2 separate regions of the Nothobranchius furzeri genome follow, and region 2 is linked to region 1. Evidence: chromatin contacts called from public Micro-C data. All regions are on one chromosome and are shown on one strand. The core of a region is the stretch at or near the end of the contact, and the rest is flanking DNA. Distances in the headings are between cores, read along the strand shown.

Evidence for each region. Hi-C and Micro-C count contacts between places; a contact is called where the count stands out from the background.
Region 2: a Micro-C map of tail fin shows a contact between it and region 1, with 9 times the contacts expected there. The contact joins the promoter of angel2 here to the promoter of galnt14 in region 1. A contact is called at or near these places in 2 of 2 Hi-C or Micro-C datasets (skeletal muscle and tail fin).

What each region holds. Positions count from the first base shown.
Region 1 is chr2:14,700,447-14,704,091 of NfurGRZ-RIMD1, reverse strand. It overlaps galnt14 (UDP-N-acetyl-alpha-D-galactosamine:polypeptide N-acetylgalactosaminyltransferase 14 (GalNAc-T14)), which reads right to left and starts at 1,504. Exons shown (of 15, transcript XM_015947783.3): 1 at 909-1,504. The coding sequence starts at 1,064.
Region 2 is chr2:14,898,775-14,902,638 of NfurGRZ-RIMD1, reverse strand. It overlaps angel2 (angel homolog 2 (Drosophila)), which reads right to left and starts at 1,409. Exons shown (of 9, transcript XM_015947786.3): 1 at 1,212-1,409. galnt14 (UDP-N-acetyl-alpha-D-galactosamine:polypeptide N-acetylgalactosaminyltransferase 14 (GalNAc-T14)) reads right to left here. Exons shown (of 15, transcript XM_015947783.3): 15 at 1,762-3,864.

The sequences.
Region 1 (3,645 bases), core at 255-2,754:
GTGGAGGTGGCCGGGGAGAGGACGGTCTGGAGCTCCCTAGTTGGGATGCTGCCCCTGTGACCTGGACCCGGATAAGCGGAGGAAGACGACGACGACATGCAGCTTTCTGCTCCGCTTCTGGACAAAAACAGCTGTTTCTGAAGGAGCTAAGCCAAAGAAATGGACATTTTCTGGGTTTTGTTCTACGAGGAATCAGAAAATATATTTTCATACTTTAAATTAACAGAGGAAACTTTCATCGGTCTTGAATAAACCAAATAAAAGCTTCCCAGAATTCCTCAAACTGATTATTTCTGTCTCACGATAGAAGAAGCATTCCTCCTAAGCAGAAGTCAACTCCTCAGCATCTGAGGAAGCTCCTGACATCCAGACACATCCAGAACACCTACACAGCTGCAGGTGAGGAGAGGTAGGATCAATAGTTTATATAACCAGAACAGGAGGGGATGTGATTGTTTAGCATGAAAAGATCACCTGATCATCAGGCTCTGGGTTTGATAGGAAACTCAAATTAAAGAAGATAAAGTAACCTATTAGAGGGTAAAAATATTCTTAATAAACAGGAAACAAGTTTTATAAGGATGTGTCTCAACATTTAATCCTTATGAGACTGTTTAAGCTGAATGTCCAAATTAATTTACAGATTAACTGTTTTGTCAAAACAAGATAAAAGGATCAAATTGTTCTGTTCTAAGTTCATTTTATGCTCATTTCTTACATTTTAATCAGGAGAAACGTTCATTAAATGTGATTTTACTGTTGTTTTTATTAGTATTTAGATTCTGGACCAAACGCAAACAGCTGAAGTTCAAATATAAGGAGATAATGTGAGAAAACAGTCAAAAAGAAACATTTGCAGTCCTAATTTTGCCTTAATGAGCGAACTTTAGCGTTTATCTCTACTCCACCTGGTTGTACAGAGCCTCTCCGCCTCCCGCTGCTCCTCCCGCTCCGGTACCGAGCTCCGGTAACTTCCTCCGACTCAGCACCAGCAGGTAAACCAGCGCTCCCAGCCACACCAGCACCGCCACGGCCACCGCCAGCTTCCGACAGAGACGCTTCATTTTCCGGTCCGGAGGAGCCGGCGGCGCCCGCAGCCCGGCTGCTGCTGCTGTCAGAAACCCATTTGTCCTTTTTACCGGAAACAAAAACCCAAATAAAAGAAGGTGCGCGAGCTGCCAGGTTCCTCCAAGCGCGCGCTGCCTCAGAACTTGGTGATCTCGCGCGCCTCAGACACGCCTGACGGCGCAGCGCACGTGCGCAGAGTGTTGTCGCTGGCTGAGGTAGTCCAGGACACTCTTGGATGGTGCAGCTCCACCTGCTGGGTTCTGGGTCCGGACCGGGACAGGTCAGGAGGAGAGAGAGTCACTTCCGGTGCACGTGGTCTAAGTTTAGGGTCCCACGCTTGCAGGATTTGAACATAAATAAAACCACAACTTTAACTGGAGAAACCTCTGCTGAATATAAAAATGGAACCACCTTTGAAAAATCACACAAGTCAAATAATTCCCACTTCCTCTTTTATCTAGCTGACAAATCCTAAAGCATTCCCGAGCCAGAAGGTTCTGGAAGTGGGCTGGAGGATGACATTCCCTGCCTGTTCTCGGAAAACCTCAGCTGAATCTTTTTGATGAGGAGGAGCAGTGGCTCTACTCCTGATGATGAGGATGATGATGACGCTCCTCCTCACCTGTGAGGATAAACCTGTCCACCTCAGAGAGGAAAATGCCTTCAGTCGTGATCCAGATCAGGATCAGGGAAGTCATTCCTACATCCATATCCAGTAAAACTGGGAATAAACTGTTTTCCTGCAGGAATGAGTTTGATATTTAAAACAACTTATTAAGATTTCACTGTCTCTGCTGTTCAGATGACTGTGTTCATCTTTTATTTAGTTGTTCTTTTATGACAGCTCGTTTGTTTTCTAACGGAAGAACATCAGCAGGTTTTCCCAACATTCAGAATTCCTTTTACCTTCAGGATCAAGATGCTTACCTGAGCCACCGCAGGTGTATCGGACAGGTGGGATCTTATTCTCACAGGGCCAGAATAAGAATGAGAACCAAAATCTAGAGAAACGATTCTCCAACAACAGACGAGGTGGGAAAACATCTGAGACAAAAGAGATCAACGGAGAAAAAAAGGTTTTCATTTTACAGCAGAAACAAAAAGAAAAGCAGCTTTTCCACATTTTGTTTTGATAAATGATCCCACTGAGAGCACATCTGTGTCTGAGATTGTGAAGAAAACACGTAGCAAATAATTAAACTTGTTGTCTTGCTTCGCCATCTAGTGTTCATCACGAGTAACAGCCGGTAACAGCACGGGCACTGCTACTATAAGCAACAAAAATAACCTCTAAAACGTTTTGGACACGAGATCATTTTAATCCAACTAAAGCTGATAAAAGAAGAGTTTGTGGGAATATTTTTGGTTTATGATGAAAATAAAAGAAACTAAAGTGGAAACAACATGTTTGCATCTATTTTATTATCATAAATAACTCCAAATAGGTTATTTTGTTCCCATTGTTGGTAAAAACCAAACTGTCAGATGGTTCTGTTAAATTAATCTGAGATCATTCAGCTTAAAGAAAACATAATCTGTCAGATTAGGTTCAGCAATCGTTGAAGCACAAACAAGCACAGACTCCACGATGAAGTAGTCCAGAGACAGATGTGGGTTTTAGTTTGTCGATACCGTCTCCAACATGCGGTCACGATCAGCCTACAGGTGCTGCTGATGGTTTTGGGCCCAACATTCATGACTTTGTTTTTCAACTCGTTTGCGTGCTAAACGTCACTAACAACAGACAATGCACATTTGCCTTCTGCTTGTTGTTGGGTATTGTTTACTTCAGGTTGACGAAAAGGTCATTTCAGGTCACAATGGCCACCTTTATGCACCGTTGACTTTGACGTTAGCTCCATCCAGGGGTGGACTGGGACCAAAATTTGGCCGTGGCATTTTTACGAATCGTCGGCCCTCCCCATTGGGAGAGCAGTGGGGGTGTTGCCGCCCGTGGACTCATCTCTATACCAAATGTGAGATCTAATATGGACTGGGGCTGTTAAATTACAAGCAGGGCCAGACCGCTGCGACCGGGAGCCCTGGCCTTCTAGATCAGCTCATTCTCCACGGGCAGAGATCAGCGGGACATTAGCTACATGCTAACACGGTAAAACAACTCCTACGTCATCGCTCTACCGCATTTTTCTTGCTAAAAACGCCTGGAAAAACTCTGTTAGCTTCAGGTTACCATGTAGCTAACGTTCTGCAGATCACCTACTATGGAAGAAGAAGAAGAAAGTATCATTTCTATAGCACCTCTCAAGATAAAAATCACGAGGCGCTTCACAAAAGCAAAAAATGTAAAAATAAAAAAACATTTAGAAAATTTTTAAAAATATATTTAAAATGAGCAAAAATAGGCAATTGTGATTTAAAAAAATGTTAAGAAAGAGAGAGCGTGAACAGGAAAGAGGGAAATCAGTGGATCCTGAGGAAGTTGGAATAGGTGGGGAGAGCAGAATAGAGTGGTGAAGAAGGTCATACAAAAGCCAGCTTGAACAAGTGAGTCTTCAGCTGCTTTTTAAAGGAGTCCATCCAGGCTTTGATAGAGTCTAAGCAGGTGTGTAACAGCTG
Region 2 (3,864 bases), core at 160-2,659, 200 kb before region 1:
AACAGTACTCAATATTTACAAATTTTACTATAATATTAATAAACTATTTTTAAAAACAAAAACAAATTATAGAAAAATCTTTAGTGAGATAAATGTGTTTCTGCTGGGAAGCTGAGACGTAAACAACAGCTGAGACAACATGTGCGCAGAAACGGAAACTTTCAGTGAACTCCGACTAGCTAGCTAACGCTAGCTAGTGCTAACTCACCGCTCTTCGTCGATAGAACCGTCATAATTCATGTTTGAGTTTAACTGCATTTTCATAGATCACACAGATGAATTCTTTCATCTCCTAAACAAAATCCAAGAACATATGGTCCCAGTCCTTTAAAGATGACGTCAAATTCAAGCGCGGTTTAGGGTGCTGCATTCACATACTACAAAGAAGTCTGTTTTTTTTACGCTAACGTTAAAATTCACATTACACTTCTTTACTCGCGGTATATTGGTAAAAACAGGGAATTCATAGAACAGTGCTCAATATTTACAGAATTTTATCATAATATTAATAACTATTTTTAAAAACAAATTATAGAAAAATCTTGAGTGAGACCACTTTTTACCCCAATTTCCCTTTGTATATTTAGCAGATGCACACAAGAACGTTCAGATATGTTAACAAACTTTATTTTATCTTAATTTAAAAATAAATGTTCTGCCAATTCTTTTCAGAGGTTAAACTCTGGTTGTGCTATTCCGACAATTCGGGTTTTTCAAATGGTACTCAACTGTCTCACGGGTCTGCCTTCTGATGTGTGCTTCCGCCTCTGTCAGCGCGCCCCAGGACAGCTGTGCGGCTACATCATAGCTCATCACCACCAGAGTGTGAATGTGCGTGTGTAAATGAATGAATGATACACTGTAGTGTAAAGCGCTTTGGAGTCCTGACTCTGAAAGGCGATATACTAGAGCGGGCTATTTATCAAACACCGTGCTGGTAGTTGTAGTCCTTCTCGCCGCTCCTTAGCTTAAACTTCCGTTATTTCCGTACGATAGCGAACTACAAAGTCCTCGGTACGGCAATGGAAAAGACCCCGATGAAAACACGTTCACATCCTTCTCGACTCCATGGGCTCAAATGTCTTTTTTTAATTCTAAACAATGAACGACAAATCAATAATGTTGCCTCTCAGGCTAATCACCAAAACATGAGCGGTTACACAGATTTTAAAGTTTCTGTCGGGAGAAAGATGAAAGGTCACTCTACTTACGTTAAAAGCGACTCCTGTTGAAAACAGCGATGCAGTTGGACGCTTTCAGTAAAGATGAAATATCAACGTTTACCGTGTGACCTCTGCTACTATATGCAGCGTTTAAACGTGAACTGAGACCGTCAGTCGTGAATTAACGGTTCGCTGGCGAAGAGAACCGCCGGACTGGAAGAAGAGAGGGGTCTGCACTAAGTGTACTCTGTCCTGTGTGAAAGCATTCCGCTCACTTCATCACCTTTAATCTTTTTCAGAATAAACGTGCTGTTACTGAACTACGGGGAATTTTTCCTGGTGCAAAAACACGAGCATCCCTGGGACTTTTATCCTAACAAAAAGTGAGAACAAAACACAAAATTAGATTTTCTTTTGTTTCAAATATTTAATTAAGAGCTGAAAATATTCCAGATTTAAGTTGTTACGAGCCATAAAGCTATCGAGCTGTGTTACTGAAGGTGTGTGTGTGTGTGTGTGTGTGTGTGTGTGTGTGTGTGTGTGTGTGTGTGCGTGGTTTGCATCCATACAGCCCAGTCACTTCAATAACATAGGAAGAGGCGTTATAAAATTTTATTGAGGAATCAGACAATATCAAAATGATGTCAAACAATGATATCAGAAATCTGCTGTTGGTGTGAGAAATGGTCAGTCACATGACCCAGAGGTCAAATGTCAGATGCCCACAGTAGCTTCACTGTAAAAAAAAAAAAAGTCCCGTGAACTTAAAAAAGTAAAGCAACCAGTTGCAATACAATTTTAAGTTCAGTCAACTTTTTAGGTGCTTGCTTTTCTGTATTAACTTAACATTTTGCAAGTTAAAACGTTCAACTGACTTAAAACTTTAAACTCTCCAAACAAATTGCAAGTTGGATTTTTAACAGTGTTGAGCTCATCCGCCCTTTTGGTGCACAACGATAAAAACTCAGATTTGTGCTGGACAGAAGGTTTGGTTTGAACAACATAAAAGAAACGGAGACTTAGAGACTGAATCAGGGTTTCTTAAACGGCTGCAGCTCACTACGGGCGAGCAACGTGAAACAGCTGCAGCAGAAACAGCCCAGATCATCCTCCAGAGATAAAACAACAGAAATCCTTCAGAATTTATTTTGTTGCACATCTCTCGTCTTGTATCTTTCCGTTTCTGCTGCGTCCCGAAGTTATTTATAAAATTATTCATCTCCACAAAACTCATGCTAACAAATCAGGTTCTGCATTTCCTGTTGAGGATTTTCTAGGATTCTAACTAAAATTTGACTGGAAAAAAATCATTGCAATAACTATAAACCATCTGATAGCAGAAACATTTCCCAGTTAAATACAATCAGTGTTATCAGGTCAGTGACACTGAATCTGATCCATGTGAGAAGAGATGAAGTAGTAGGGGAAACTGTGCAATCCTTCAAAATAAAGATGGACTTATTTATCAAGAATATCTTCAATGAAATTTTTGTTAAAAACCAAACATTTTCTTTCAGAAAAAGCTAAATAAGATTTCAAAGTTCATGATTCTGTCTTTAAAACAATTCTAAACACAAATCAAGTCTGAAAACTTTGGTCAGTGAATGCAACGCAATGCAGTAATAAAAAATAAACTCATCTGAAATTTAAAGACGCTTTTCTTCAGATTATAAATAAAAACAAAAGTTAAGTTTGGGTTCATCTAAAAACTGTGTCTCTACTTTCTTACATTTTTTAAAGTAAAGCCTACATTTTCCATTTACAGGTAGAGCCCAACGACTGAAAGCCAGGCCCACTCACCTCAAACACAACTATAATGTTTTAAAGCATCAAAATCATTTAAACATGTGAGAAGCAACAGACAAAAACATTAAACAATCAATATCCGAGCTGAACTTCTACATTTTAGTCAGAAAAATGTCCCATTTGTTTACATGAAGAGGTTAAAACATGTACTGGAACCAGCCACTTGGGGGCGTGTGGCGTAATTTGTTTAAACTCCTGTGTTTCGTTCAAATGTATGTTGTGGAAATATGTTACGAAATATACTGTATCTACGGTGGCCCAGAAGGTAAAAAAAAATCCTTAACACAACGACAAAACCCACAAATTCTGTTCAATTCCAACATTATTTTTATCCCTGAGGGAAATAAAATGTAGTTTTAACTCGTATTTAAAAGAAAAACATAACAATCTGATAATATTCAAGGGTCTTACAAAAGACCTAATAAAATATCTAAATTATATAATATACTATATGATGCATAGTATATTTATATTTAAATTATATGGTAATAAAACTTAAGTATAAAAACTTAAATAATATTTAAAATAAAAACATAAAATATTATGGTTTGTGAAATAAGCTGTTGTGTATCATTGAACCTTCTGGGCCAGGTACCTGAAAACATTCATCATGAAGAAACAGGTTTTAAGCATCTGTCTTCCATCTAGAGCAGGGGTGTCAAACATGCGGCCCGCAGGCTGGATCCGGCCCGCAAGCAGTTTAAATCCGGCCAGCGAGATGGTTGTGTAAACTTTATTTTCATACTTTACAATGTAGAGTGAAAATAAACTTATCATTGTGAGCAAGTTTTCTCTGTAATGAGTATTAATCCCATCCTGAAGTTGGCTGCCACTCAGGATGTGACTTCTGATGTTGATGTGCTGGTGAAAGCTAAAAGATGTAAAGTAAAATGAG